Regions from separate parts of the Mus musculus genome. Here region 2 is linked to region 1. A link is a contact called in public Hi-C data. All regions are on one chromosome and are shown on one strand. Each heading gives the region's core, a stretch centred on a gene start, on an enhancer-like site or on the middle of the called end of the contact. The rest is flanking DNA. Distances are from core to core; before and after follow the strand shown. Region 1 has its middle 13 kb from the start of Gm7616. Region 2 has its middle 25 kb from the start of 1700036A12Rik.

What was found. Hi-C and Micro-C count contacts between places; a contact is called where the count stands out from the background.
Region 2: a Hi-C map of cortical neurons shows a contact between it and region 1. The contact joins two enhancer-like sites. A contact is called at or near these places in 3 of 39 promoter capture datasets (cranial neural crest, embryonic stem cells and neural stem cells), 3 of 484 Hi-C or Micro-C datasets (the G1E-ER4 cell line, cortical neurons and palatal mesenchyme) and 1 of 115 datasets of contacts at active chromatin or transcription factors (embryonic limb bud).

What each region holds. Positions count from the first base shown.
Region 1 is chr9:59,962,770-59,966,013 of GRCm38.p6, forward strand. No RefSeq gene overlaps it. Among named protein-coding and RNA genes, the nearest start is that of Gm7616, 13 kb to the left of the region's middle. Within about 2 kb of position 1,757, at least 15 of the 459 cell types and tissues checked have an H3K27ac peak or open chromatin away from gene starts, as enhancers often do. A contact at or near this core is called in cortical neurons, where this site is marked.
Region 2 is chr9:60,741,607-60,744,850 of GRCm38.p6, forward strand. No RefSeq gene overlaps it. Among named protein-coding and RNA genes, the nearest start is that of 1700036A12Rik, 25 kb to the right of the region's middle. Within about 2 kb of position 1,800, at least 102 of the 459 cell types and tissues checked have an H3K27ac peak or open chromatin away from gene starts, as enhancers often do. A contact at or near this core is called in cortical neurons, where this site is marked.

The sequences.
Region 1 (3,244 bases), core at 507-3,006:
CAAGAGAGTTATGTGACTCAGGTGCATTAGGTGAGCAGCTCCCCATTGCCGGGTCAGGGAGGAGACCATCAGGGCTGGGGTGGGGCTCGGTGTGCAGCTGGCTTAGCAGTGTAGCAGGTGTGAATGCCCCACACCACAAACAAAGCCGAACTGACGCACATCTGTGTGGCCTCACTTAGCCCGGCTATGAGAAAATGGAGAGCCACCGATACCTGTGCACAGGCTTTTCTCTGTAGGAGGTGGGTGTGCGGAGATGCTCCGCTGACTCTTCTGGGGGCTCCCTACCTGCAGGTACTTCTGGGCACACAGTGTTCTTACAGGATCTCAGGATGCTCCAATGCCCCGGATGGTGCATAACCACACCAATATTAGTCTATATTATAGAGACAAGATTTTTGTAAGGGAGAAGATGCCAATTCGCTCTGCTTTCCAGAAAATTCAGCCATATTCCTAAAGTGTTAAGTGCCTCACTTTTCACGGTCAGTCACAGCATCATCTATGAGCTTTCAAGGAGTTGGCTCCACCCACACCTCTTGAATCCTTCACCTCTCACCTCCTACATCAGCACTGGGGCTGGCAGGTCTCTCTCATGATTCTGTTATTCTCCATCCCCTTGATTGACTTTTTTTTTTTTTTTAAACCAGTCTTCTGGGGATTGAACTAAGGTCCTCATGTGTGTGAGCTAAAAGCATTTTGTCACCCTTACCATCTCCCCAGGACTGGGGCATTTTATTTTGAACCAAGTCTGACTCCTTTATCACTTCCCTGAATGCCTGTGCAGGGTCACCTATCCAGGCTCTTGTTGGTCCCTAATGGCCCCAGAAATGTCTGACAGTTGAAGACAGCCTCCCCACCAGGAGCAGCCCCATCTTGGTTATGATCTTTGGAGATCTTTCCTACTCAGTAAATCTTTGTGACATGGGTTCTCTGGAACCAGTGATAGGGTTGGTTCCCAGCTGGGGTCTGACTCTCAGTGCAGAGCGGGCTCCTTGCTTCCCTCGGGAGGTGGGCTGTGTACCTTTCCAGGTGCAGCTCAAGGTGAAAGCGGACATTTTTGAGCTTAGGTAAGGAGCTGTGCCTGGCTTTGGAAAACCAGTGTGGATTGGCTGGAGTTGGTATGCAGGAAGACACGTTGAGACCATACAACATGTCCTGGCAGATGGAGATGGAATGGACTCCAGGCTGAAGGGGAGGCTGCAGAATCCTAGCGTTACTGCTGTTAGCCAGGTTGGTGTGTGTCTTAGTGAGGGTTTCTATTCCTGCACAAACATCATGACCAAGAAGCAAGTTGGAGAGGAAAGGGTTTATTCAGCTTACATTTTCCACATTGCTGTTGATCACCAAAGGAAGTCAGGACTGGAACTGAAGCAGGTCAGGAAGCAGGAGCTGATGCAGAGGCCATGGAGGGATGTTCCTTACTGGCTTGCTTCCCCTGGCTTGCTCAGCTTGCTCTCTTATAGAACCCAAGACTGCCAGCCCAGAGATGGTTCCACCCACAAGGGACCTTCCCCCTTGATCACTAATTGAGAAAATGCCTTACAGCTGGATCTCATGGAGGCACTTCCCCAACTGAAGCTCCTTTCTCTGTGATAACCCCAGCCTGTGTCAAGTTGACACAAAATTAGCCAGTACAGTGTGCTAACAGCTCTCCATCAGTTTCCCAGTGTTACAGGTTTGCAGTGAGGGTAAGATGGTAAGAGAGTTCAGGTCTGGGAGCACAGCCCTGTGGTAGCGCTTGCCACATGTGTGGCACGACTCCAAGGCCCAGGTTTGAGCCTCAGTGTGGGGGTGGAGGGTGGTGTAAGAGTGTTCCGAGTGTTGTCTGGAATAGACTCCTTGCTCACATTTCTTCTAGGCTCCACCCAACAGTTACCTAGCAACAGCAAGGTAGGAGCCTGGCTTGCTATAAAAGGACTATTTGACACCCCTCTCTGTCCTTCTCTGTTCCTTCTCTTTCTCTGCTTCTACTCCCTTCTCAACCTCCCTTCTTATCCTTCTCATGTCCCAAAATATACTTCATTTTATCCTAGACCCATCGTATGGCTGGTACCTTAAAGGGGCCAGGGTTGGGGTGGGGGTCTCACTTGGGCCTGCTAAAGCACGCCCTCCCGCCATATCATAGTGCATTTTACAAAACATATCACCCCTGATTTGGAAGAATGAATGACATAGTGGCTGTACAATGCAAGGAATGTTGGAAATGACACCTAATTGTGTACTTGATGTAATCATCATGAAACATTTTATGTTAAGTGAATTAGGTGAAAGTGAAGTTTTCCAGTTAGAAAGGATGAATATAAGGGAAGGAAGGGAGCAACTTAGGCCAAATACCGTTTCTAAGGGGCGCTGACGAAAAGCAGGGCAGAGTCAGAAACCGATCTGAGCTGGACCACTCCCTAAGGACTCTAGCTAGGGACAGTCGCCAGCGGTACCCGGCATGATTGGCTTTATCAGGAATCAAGATGATCTGACTCATTGAGACCAAGGTGAAGTCAGTTGACGGGGAGCTGGGGTTTCACTGTGGCCTTTTCTGCAGTGTGACCGAGTTACTTCTGTAGTGTATTTCCTCCATGCTACTCATCCAATTCAGATAAGGTGATGTCCTGCAGAACCAGCAGGCGAAGGCTCTGTTATAGGCAGCTTGTGTATTGTGCTTCCAGATTGTCTCTCACCTGAGTGGTATTCAAGTTCAAGGTCTGAGCCACCAGTAGTTGTAGTCGGAATGAGAAGTTACCCCCTACCCGCTTCTAAACACTCAATTCCCAGTTGTTGGTGCTGTTTAGAAGGTGTGGCCCTTCTGTACTGGAGGAAGTACTTCACTGGAGGCCGGCTTTGAGAATTTAAAGCCCCTCTCTATTTGCAGGTCATTTTCTCTGCTTCCTGCTTGCAGGTAAAGCTTTGATCTGCCCCTGCCACCACTCCTGGCACTTACTGCCTTGCTGTGATGGGCTCTTAGCTCTCTGGAACAGTAAGCCAAAATCAACTGTTATATAAATTGCCTCTGCCATAGCATTAAATCACGGCAACAGGAAAAGTATTTAGTATTCCAACTCCCCCACCCCACCCCACCCCGCCCCCTACAGGGCTCAATTCTCCTCTTGGGAGGCATTTTGGAAGTCATGTAGAAAAGCCATTCTCTTAGCTCCAGCTGTCAGCTCGACACAGCCTAGAGACACATGAGGGAGCCTCAGCAGACTGTCCAGATCAGATTGGCTTGTGGCTACTTTCGATTGATGATTGATCT
Region 2 (3,244 bases), core at 550-3,049, 780 kb after region 1:
AAACCAGCTCCCTCCCCATGCTGCAACGCCAAGTCCGTTGGATATGTCTCCTTAAGGTGCTGGCAGAACATCAACACTCCACACGTGTCCAAAGAATCGCTTGATCTGCCATCCTGCCTTCACATGCCTACCTGCTCCTGACCACCCACCCCAGCAAGTGACGTCATCCTTTTTCCAGTCACTGAGATGGAAATGAGGCCATGCAGTCAAGGCGCAGAAAGTTACTTCTGGGTAAGACTCCAAACAGGTTTGCTTTCTTGTACCCCAGTTCTCTCCAGCAGAGAACAGTGGTGACTGCCTCTGGTGATGTGTTTGAATCGAGTCACAACACAAAACTTGCTCAAGGTCAGCACTAAAAGTATGGAGGCTTCCCTCAGTGCACCTTCCCTCTCCGTAGTGCGCATGCGCAGAGCTCCACGGGCGCTTCCTCATTCCCCACCCGTCCTGTGCGTATTCTCTCTTTGCAGATTTCTAAGGTTTGCATGTCCCCAGGTCTTATTTTATTTTGTTTTATTTTTATGTATATGTGTACACGTGTGTGTGTGTGTGTGTGTGTGTGGTCTAGAGGAAACTTCACGTGTTGCTTCTCCGGCACCAATAACCTTGTTTTATAGCCTGGCATTTACCAAGTAGGAGAGGCTGGCTGGACAATGAATCCCAGGGATCCACCTGCCTCTCCATCCCCAGTGTGGTTATCATAAGCATGCCCCACAATGCCTGGATTTTTATTTTATTTTATTTTTATATTACTTCTGGAGCTTGAGCGTGAGTCCTCATGACGGCCAGGCAAGCACTTGGCTGACTAGGCTGTCTTCCCAGCTCTGTGCCTCCAGGACTCTTTGCCTCTCTTCCATCCTATCACCAACTTTGTCTTAAGAAACTACAAATCTGTTACTTCTCTGTAAAAAAAAAAAAAAAAAAAAAAAAGAATGCTGTCTGTATTTTTCTGTACATTTTTTAAGGCCAAACTGCCTAGCTACCACCCCTGCCAACGCCCCACCATGCTGCTGTCTTGTGGAGAACACTCTGAGCATTACTTGGTGGATACACATTCTGTCAACCCAGGGTGACGTCCTGAGCTGGCACACAGCCTTCGGATCCCAAATCCTGCCCCTGTCTGTCTCTCGTTTGCTGTGGCAGCACCCCAGGGTGTGGCTGTCTCCAAAACAGCTCTGCCTGGCTTCTGCCGCAAGGGGCTAAACCGTGCCAGCAAGTCCTCTTAGGCGATGAATTGCTCATCCATTATTTTTATCTCTTTCCCATAAACCGTAAAGTAGATTTTCCCGGCAATTTTGAGCCCCATTCCTTGTAAAACCACTACCAAAAATGAACAGCAAACCTCTGAGGCAGGAAGTATGGGGGCCTCGGGAAATGTTGGCTTATTCTCAACAAGGACATCAATCCTGCTTGCTCCTCTCAGGTAAAATAACCCGAAGGCTTCAGCCTTCTTCATTCGTCCTCATGCTGTGCACTCCCAACAGCCCTATGTGACCCCCGCGAGGCGGGAGTCAGTGGCAGTTATGACGGACACTCAGTGCTTTTAGACCCGGAATGAATGTTATGGTCGGGACATCCAGAGTGTGTATGCAAAAGCCCCGTGGGAGCTAGCTACCATCACTTAGACCACTCTTCCATTAATTAGCTGTTTGCACACCACCCCTGAGCTGGAGCCAGCTCGAAGACAAGGAGAAGCAGGGTACGTATCACGTGTCTTCTTGTAGCTTACTCTGTTTACTCTCTGTCGCTGTCATGAGTCACCACAACCAAAAGCAGCTGGAGGAGGGAAGTGTTTGTTTGGGTTTTCTTGGCGGTGTCCCAATTATAGGTCATCATGAAGGGAACCTGGGGGCAGGAGCTGGAGCAGAAGCACGGAGGAGTGCCGCACGGAGGAGTGCCGTTTCCTGGCTCGCTTCTCATGGCTTCTTCAGCCTGCTTTCTTACATGAGCAGGACAGCCAGCTCAGTGGGCTGGGCCCTCCCACATCAATCACTAATCAGGAAAATGCAGGACAGTGGATTGGAGCTATTTTCTCTGTTGAGGTTCCTCTTCCCAGAGACGCGACTTTCACGAATACTATGAAGCCTGCAGTGGCGGGAGGGGTGCCAGCACACACACTATGAGATGGCAAGAGTTCTTGGTCAGGGCTTCCTACACCTTTCCTCTCGTGGTCCACTGTCACTTAGGAAATTCGTATTATAATTTTATATAGATCTCTAAAATAGATTTACAGCCTGATACTTGCTGATAATAAATCACAAACAACTGTATTTTAAAACAAATGTTTGGTGTACATACAAATTACCATTTATATTGCAGCTTGGTTTTATTATTGTCAGTGCCAAGAACACTTCTTACTCTGAAAGCATAATTCAAAATATCAGAACTAAGTTTAGGGCTGTTTCAGCAAATGTTGGAAACCCTGCCCTAATCCCAAGCCAATATGGTTCATGATTTCTAGGTGAAAATCAAATCAAGACAATATTTAAAAAAAATTAAGTATTCAAATGCCACATGATCCAAAGACACAAGCGCCGGGTAGGTAATGAGGGATGATGAAGAAACCATACTTGAAGTCTTTGTGTTTGACAATTAGCCCAATCTGTTCCCATGAGAGCAGAAATCTCGGTGTACTGGAAAGTATTGCAACCCACAGCATACGGCAGACTCCATTTAGACTTGGAGAGACCGGGGTGGGGGTAGAGGGCTGCGAGGGAGGGGGGTTAGTGGTAGAAGCTGGCAGAGTACGCATGCGTGTTTTGATCAGAGGCTGCACTGAGGTTAAGAAATGCCAGGCCGTTGCGCATTGCCAGAAACACTTCTGATTTATGACACATTTCATTTGGAACTAATTTTTGGTTGTTGCACATTCAGAAATCCTTTGCCCCTGACTAATTGTTGAGAACTGCATCCTGTTGTGCAACCCTACGCACTCAGCTGTGTGCAGATATTGAATTAGAATGAGAGGAAGCAAGAGTTCTAGACCAGGGTTTCTTAAGCAGGCAGGTTTTACATAGAGCATAATATTGCAATACAGTGTGTTAGGTGTTTTGGTGGAAGATGAATCCTGTGACCTTTGCCCTCATCTGTCACTGCAAAATATAGTAGACACTACAGTCATTATCAACCCACCTTCAAAGCAGGGAGATTGTAGCTGGCAGAGGAAAAACCCCGTTGGTTTGCTCTCATCGCCCTCTAGTGCCCACACTGGAGTATAGCCGTGCTAAATGGATTTCGGCCCCGCACT